Linked DNA regions of Gossypium raimondii: region 2 is linked to region 1. A link is a contact called in public Hi-C data. All regions are on one chromosome and are shown on one strand. The core of a region is the stretch at or near the end of the contact, and the rest is flanking DNA. Distances in the headings are between cores, read along the strand shown.

What was found. A called contact is a pair of places that touch in the nucleus more often than the background predicts.
Region 2: a Hi-C map of leaf shows a contact between it and region 1, with 1.9 times the contacts expected there. The contact joins two enhancer-like sites. A contact is called at or near these places in 2 of 2 Hi-C or Micro-C datasets (both in leaf).

Annotation. Positions count from the first base shown.
Region 1 is chr13:15,091,747-15,095,885 of ASM2569854v1, reverse strand. No RefSeq gene overlaps it. Among protein-coding and RNA genes, the nearest start is that of LOC105784317, 16 kb to the right of the region's middle. Within about 2 kb of position 2,210, the one cell type or tissue checked has open chromatin away from gene starts, as enhancers often do. A contact at or near this core is called in leaf, where this site is marked.
Region 2 is chr13:15,223,988-15,228,126 of ASM2569854v1, reverse strand. No RefSeq gene overlaps it. Among protein-coding and RNA genes, the nearest start is that of LOC105781939, 18 kb to the left of the region's middle. Within about 2 kb of position 1,821, the one cell type or tissue checked has open chromatin away from gene starts, as enhancers often do. A contact at or near this core is called in leaf, where this site is marked.

The DNA of each region.
Region 1 (4,139 bases), core at 961-3,460:
CAATTGGAAGACCGCTAAATTTGTGAGTGTTAAACCAATGTTAGGACTTAATTATTAGTTGTACTGTGAGAAAGATAGTGGATCATTGCTCTGGGCAAGACCCCACAAGCGTAGAATGAAATCGAACTTTGTAAATAATCTTGGTTTTTATCTTTATATTTTATACACTTTTAGTTTCGTAGTTGAAACTGTGGCCACACTTCCAAGCATCATTTTAGCCACAAATTCAGTTTGCAAACCAAGCACCCCTCGTTTCATCAAGCTATTATCTTTAAGTACCACTTAGTCAATAATGCTTGTTTATTCCTATCTCACCTTATTTTCATATTATTAACTAGAACTTTATCACCAAAATAATTTTATTAATCTCAAATATTCACTTATCTAATTTGAGGACTAAATGGCCAAAATATTTTTGAGGACTAAACTTGTTCATGACCAAGTTACTCACCCAAACCCAAAGTCCTACTTAAAATTTGGAAGGGTTTGGATAAAAATAGCAGGCTAAAAAAATGAGCTTAGACAAAAAAAAAATAGACTCATTTAAAATAAAGGTTGGGCTTGGGCTCAAACATTTAAGGCCTGAGCTTGTCCTGGTCTGGCTCATTTTCAATATTTATAATATATTATATTATGTTATTTTTATTTATTATGTAATTTATAACACATGAAATTTAAATCAATAATAATATATAATATTATAATGTAAATATTTAAAAAATGCAAAAGATGTCTATATATAAAATTTTAATAAATGAAAGCAATAAAATTATTGAATATTTAATTGAAAATAATATATATTTTAAAATTTTCAAAAATAAATTGGGTGAGCTTAAAATGAGCTCTAGTTAATCATTTACAAATATAGATGGACTTAGGCAAAATTTTAGGACCATATTTCAGATCAAATTGAGCTTGAACAAGTATAAAATATACTAATATCATGTTTAAATCTAACCAAACCTGACCCAATCTATTAACACCTCTATTGAATATTATCAATAAATTTTGTTATCGATTTAACTTAATAAAATTTGAATAAAAGCCAAATATATTTGTAATAAATAAAAAAACGTTCAATGAAATATTACAATCTGGCTATAGGTGTGGCATAGAAAATGCCAACATCAAATCTCACGTACAGTGATACATTGCAGCTTATGCACCAACAATGTCAATGCATTATTTGGAACAGGTGAAATTGCCAAAGGCTTCTTCATTAGAGATGGGATGAGATTAGGGAAAAATCTTCTTTAAAAAAATTGTGAAGATCTCACCCATCATAGCACCCATGGGAATCGGGATCCATAAAGATCCTAAGACTTGGAACACTAATATCATCAATCACTATAATTCAAAGAAAAATATCATTCACCTAAATTAGATGAAAGTTAGAATTGCTAAAATAAACACCCAAAATAGTTAATCATGTAGTACTTTATATCAGGCCCTAAAACATTTCCTTAAGATATATGTAAAAGGGAAAAAGAAATTATTCTTCATACCCAATAGAGCTAGTTGGATTATTAAAATATTTTTTCAGATGATAGAAAATAGGTTGTCAATGCTTAAATTCAAATTTAAATTTTATTAAAAGTTTACTTGTTAGGTCTAGTGATAAAGAGCTCAATTTTCCTTACTTGTGAAAGAAAAAAAAGTAACATTGTGATAACTAGTCTACTATTAAAAGTTTTATTCGACTTGATTTTAAATTTAACCGAAATCCGATAAAAAAGATTTTTAAACCGACAAAAAATTATATGAAGTAATAAACTAAATCTTAAGTTCAAAAGTATGACATAATATATGTGCCATTAGTATTATAGAAGAGAAAAAAAAACAAGGTTAGGTGGGAAGGAAGTACTAGTTTGAAAATTTGAGTGGTTGGTTTTTTATTTTGATGGGGTCTCTAGAGGTGTTGATTGGGGTATTGAAATTCCTTACCCTTATAAACAAAGAATAATTGGACCACCTCCTTGTTACACACTTTTCGGCCAATACCCAAAAGATGCCTTCTTTCTTCTCTCTCATGGGGTTTTTAGTTTTTATACAAAAGGGATTTGTTAAATATTGCCTTCTAAAAGTAACACTATTATTGCTAACTAATTGGGTTAAATTTGGGTTTTTTGTTTTTGTTCCTTGCAGCATATACATGGCCAGCTGGTTTTTGTACCAATGCCAAAGTTCATCGACAAGATTTGCCCTTTGTGACAGGAGGGACAATGTGCCATGTTGCTATTACAAAATGTTTTAAACAAATTTAATTATGTTTAAAATACATCAGTTTAGATATGTGACCATTTCCATTGATTTTTATTCCATTTGTTAAATCAAGATGTTTCACCCATTATAATCTCAAAAAATCTCCCTAAAACAAAATATTAAAAATATCAAAAACTGGGTCAACAAATAGGATAACTAAAAATTTTAAGCTCGCACCAAACATAAAATTATAAAATTCGGATAAAGTTAAAAATATTTTAATTAAATTATTATTTTTGGCAAAACCAAAATGTAGATTCTCGTTAAGAGTTAAAAGTGAAGAAAGAATTCATTTAACAAAGGAACCAAGCCCCACCTAATTTTCACCATCATTGTTTGAATTAAACTAGATCAATCGACTGAAATAATTTTTAAATTTTTATAAATCTTTAATAATTTATTTAATTGAATTGATCGAATTAATTATACCAATAAAATAATAACCTAACTAATTCATCTATTTAAAATATCCGCATTTGGGGTCATAAGAAAAGAATTTTGGATAAACATCCTAGAGTCACTCAAGAAAAGCCAGATATATTAATGCTTTTACAGGTCAAATTCATGATCAATGGTACCAAACGATTTGGACATTGTTATTTACAAGTTAAAATCTTCTATTAGTTTATGTATAATAGATGAATTGTAATTTTACTTCAATTAGTCACTCTTAACTTTTATATTTTTAAATTTTAAAATCTCAATCTTATGAAACTGTAGTAATTAAATTTATTTGGTTAAATATTTTTATTAGTTTTATATTATGCATAAGTCATGAATTTAATTCATATTTTCTAATTTAACCATTTTTTAGGCTTTATGCTTTTTTAAATTTTAAAATTTCAATCCTGATTCAAATGACAATTAGTAAAATTATTAATTAATTTTTTCGCACTAGGTAAGAATTTTCTTCCATTCTGATACCTTCATTTGCAAGAACATGAGCTACTCTATTTGCTTCTCCCGGTGCATGTCGGAAAATACACCGCCGATAGCCTGCGCATATGAATCTGGTACTCCTAATGTATGTACTTATCTCCAATCTATCCTCCTTTTTTGAAGTGTGTTTTTTATAACAAAGAGAGCATCACCTTCAATTTCCACCTCCAAGAAACCCAAATCTAAGCCCCACTGAGTTACCTAGACACATGCAATTGCCTTTGCCGCGAACACTGAGGGTACGTGATCATTCATTACTATCTTTGAACCCAACATCCCTCCATTTTCATCTCTGATAATATTGTATGAGCAAGATCTTTTTGTGTGTTTTTGAAAAGCCGCATAGAAATTTAACTTCACCAAATGATTTTTCGGTAGTCTCCAGTCTTCAGGCCCCACTCCTTGAACAAGTATCTTCCAATTGATGACTTCCAATTCTCGGATATAGGATAGGAAAAATTGTATAGTCTCATTTGAAATTTCAAAACAATAAATTTCAGAAAAACTTAAAAATTTGCCAAACGGGGGTCACATGGTCGTGTGACATGGCCCAGACCATGTGAACATTCGAAGTCAAGACACACGACCATGTTCCAGGTCCTGTGTCCACCCGTGTGAGTATTCAAAATAGGGCCACACAGTTTGGCACATAGTTTGTGACACAACCATGTGTGTATTCGCAGGCCATGTGCCAAACTGTATGTATTCAAAGTTGAGTCACATGACCATGTCGCAGGCTGTGTGCTAAACCGTGTGGATACTGCACCTAAAAACAATAAATACACATAATTGTGTGAGGAGATCGTGTGTGGCACACAACCGTGTGATAGCCTGTGTCCTCAGCCGTGTGCTCTATTTTAACCCCTAATTCAAGCTAATTCATACACCATTCCTTACACTACAAGACATGCCATATCTAGCTCATTTCTATGGTTCAA
Region 2 (4,139 bases), core at 572-3,071, 130 kb before region 1:
ACGAAGAAACATGACGTTTCTTCTCCTTTTCCGGTGAGGCCATCGACGACGAGTGGATCAGCCGACGCAGATGAGTTTCTTTTCCTCTTCTTTTTTTTCCTTGTTTTCGTTTACAAAATAAAAAATAAAAAAATAGAAAGACTAAAATAAAAAAACAAAGAAATCACCTTTAAGTTTTTGTTTTCTTTTTTTTTCTAATATGTCTGTAAAGAGGAAGAAGCCGTTACAATCCATTTGAATGGCCTCTATATAGCCATTTTTACACAATTTTTATTTTATTATTGCTTCTACTGTCTTGTCCTTCTTTGCTTGCGTGTTCTCCTTTATTTCGCAGGTGGAGTAGGTGGTGCAAGTGGCGGTGGCAAAGGGAAGGTGGCTGCGGCGGCAGAGGGCCAAAGGTCAAAAGATGCGGCGCTAGGGTTTCAGAAAGTCTGAAACCCTAGTTTGATTAAACTTTCTGGGTCTGATTTGATTTTTGGGCCATACGAGTTTTTGGCCATTGTAAGGGTTATTTGGGTTAGTTTTAGGTGGGTTTGGCATTTGGGCTTGTAATGGACTGGACTTTAGCTTATTTTGGTTTTATTTATTTTTGGTTTAATTGGGCCTGGGCAAATTTGGGCTTCTACACTTGAGATTTACGTTTAATCATATAAACCCAGGTAAACCGACTACACATGTCAATAAACGAAACATAATACAGATTACCCCCACAGTCAACAAAAGCTGGTCCCCACAAATCAAAGACAACCAATTCAAATAATTCCATATATTCATTAGTAGAGTGTGAAAAGGGCAATTTACGTGATTTCCCTTTCTGGTAGGCAACACAAACATTATCAAGACATTTTTTATTGGAAACAATTCGACACTTGTCAAGAACAAGTTTAACAATCGTAAGAGAAGGGTGACTAAGCTTTTTATGCCACAGTGTAAAGACATCATCATCCAAATGACAATCTTGGATCCCAGTGTTGTTAATAGAGGGAATTGTATTAGAAAGGATAGATGAACCGACCGAAAATTGATAGTGACCATCACGAACTTGGCCTTGCAGTAAAATTTTCTGTGTCTAAATGTCCTTAATAACACAATAAGAGGGGTGAAATTCAAAAAAATACATTGTTATCAATAGCAAATTGAGAGACAGACATAAGATTTTTTTGGATGCTTGGCACGCACAAAACATTAGAAAGATGTAATAACTTCTTCTTTGTTGGTAGAACAGTATTCCCAATAGATGAAATTTTAGTGGGAGCCTCATTTCCCATTAAAAGAGAAGAAATACCGATATATGGAGTGGAGGCATTTAAACTAGATGCATTCTGATAGACATGATGAGTGGCCCCTGAATCTGGATACCATGATGAGGTTCCTATCGGCACAGGAACATATGAGTTAGTATTATCAAAGTTGGAATCATACTACTTGGCATTCGTAAAATTAGACGCATGAAAATCAGGGATTCAGGGTAGCTGAACACACTGTGAGGAGTCAAAATCAAATACACGTGCTCGTGGTTTAGTCCGTCACGAAACTTCAGGATCATTATTTTGCATATAGCCTTCAAGATCAACATAATTAGTATTAGCCCCAAGTGAACTCAGTCCAAATTTTTTTGCTAGCATTGGCCTGCCCACTATTCGGCCCACTAAACTGTCCACTAGCAGGCCCAAGAGACTAGCCTACATTCGGCCCAACATACTGCCCACTATTCTGTCCGCTAGTAGGCCCAAGAGACTGACCTGCATCCAGTCCAAGGTACTACCCACTATTATGCCCACTATTGTGCACCACAACAGATGGGCCAACACGGTGCTGGCCCAAATCACGCCCTAGCTCATGTCCCACATCACACTACATGTCATGTCCTATGGATGGTCTAGCATATGGACCATAAACATCAGGTGGGCCACTAGCAGACCCAAACCAAGCATTTTTGATCCACCGTAAGCCCAATTCCATGACCAGTTTCATTAGGGTAAGAATAGTAAAAAGGAGTAGCCCTAGCTTGCGGCAAATAATAACCACGATTTTGAAAGTGTGGCCAGCCTCTCCAAAAATTACCACCAAATCCAGAACCACCAAAAAAACTAGAACGGCCAGAGAACTCATCACCTTGTATCCCTTGTCCATCATGCGCAGAAGAAAATCGCGTCATGGTGGAAGCATTCGGGCCACCGTAGTTGCGATTGAAACGATAGAAGCAGCGCTGCGCCAAATGACTGAATCAGTTGCATATTTGACACTGTATTCGTGGCTGAAATCCATGCCCACGTGAACCTACCTAAGAATGCTCGCCACGTACATCGCATGAAACTGAGTCGACCACCGCAACAACCAAAGGTTTTTCAATTAGATGGGCATGCATTGGAACCTCACACGCTGCTCGCATCTGTCGACTTTCAAACTCCATGAGGATGTCGACTAATTACTGGAAGGGAAGAGGCTTCATCGAGAACGAGGCCAAGGTCAACACTGCGTCAAAATCCGACGAGAGGCTAGCAAAAGTAACTTCCACCTTTTCGACTTCTGAAACCGCCGATCCTGAAGTTGCAAGTAACGCACAAATAATTTCTATTTTTGCGATATATTCTTTTACAGTTAAATCACCCTTCTTTGTAGAGTGCATGTCATGTTTAATACGGGAGACTTTCACACCAATTGAAGTAGCGAAAAGATGATATGCTGTGATCCATATTTCGCATTCAGATTTAACAGATGTAAAGCATGATAAAAGATATGAACTAATTGTAGAGAGGAGCCAAGAGAATAACAACTTATCTTGTTGATTAAACAAAGAAACATCTGGAAAATGATGGACTCGTATGATCAGCAGAGGTAGAATCGGTTGATGGTGCCATAATGCGGAAGTGGAAGCATGTACCAGGACTAGGCAAGTGATACCATGTTAGATACTATGCAAAAAATGTATGAATCGAAAGATAAACTACAAAGTAATTCTTTAATCAATATTCCTTATCTATTGAATGAACACATTGATAAAGTTTATATACTCATATGGGAATAACTGCTCCTAACCAACTAATTAACAGGTTTGATAACAGACTAACAATCTTAACAATCTTTATGCTATTGTTTAACACTCTAGGAGGTAGGGAGGTCTTCATTAAATCGATACTTCAAGCCATACCTCTTTATGCGATGTTGAAATCTTTTTGTGGAGAGTTAGAGGCGGTAATTAGCAAGTTTTGGTGGCAAAATTCTTATGATAAAAGAGGGATTTATTGGTGCTCTTGATCGAAATTATGCGCGCTTAAAGATGATGGGTGTATGGTGCAAAGATCTTGCAAAGTTTAATTTTGTGTTATTGGCAAAACAAGTTTGGAGGCTTGTTAGTAATGCTGGTTCGTTGGTGAGTTGAGTATTGAACGCTAAGTATTATCCCAATACAAATTTTATCAGAGTTGAGTTAGGTTTACAACCTTCTCTTAATTGGCGCAGCATTTGGAGTGCTCGTGATCTTTTGGAAACCGGTCTTCGTTGGCAAGTTGGTACGGGCAGCAACATTTCTATCTGGAAGGACAGATGGATCCCGCATGATAAGCCCTACAGAGTGCAATCAACCATGGTAAGTGATGTGTCTTGGGTGTCTGACTTGATAGGAGTCATGAACATGGAAGATGGATGTGCTAAGTCACTTTTTTAGTAGTTAGGAGATGAATTGTATTTGTTGTATTCCTATTTCGAGATCACCGCTTGAGGATATCTTTTGGTATGAGGCATGGAGAACACGGGGCAGAATAGTGTTAGGAGTGGGTATAATCCCCTAATGCAAGGGATTGGCAGCAGTGAGTATAATGGCAGCCCTAGGATTTCGAATGATGGGAGGCGGCTAAGCAAATGTGGGAATGCACAGTGCCTGCTAAAGTGCGAATCACAGTGTGGAGATTTTACAGAATTTTGTTCCGAGTAAACTTAATTTGCTGATTATATGACTTATATCGGACGCTGTTTGCCCAAGGTGTCAATGTGCTGTTGAGGATTTGCTACATGTTGTGCAAGATTGTCGTGTTGCGAGTCAACTTTGGAGTAAACTAGAGGTGATTTGGCCAACAGATGATTCAGGGAACGATATGCAGGAGTGGCTGGGGTCTGTCTTCACAAAATTCACACTATCG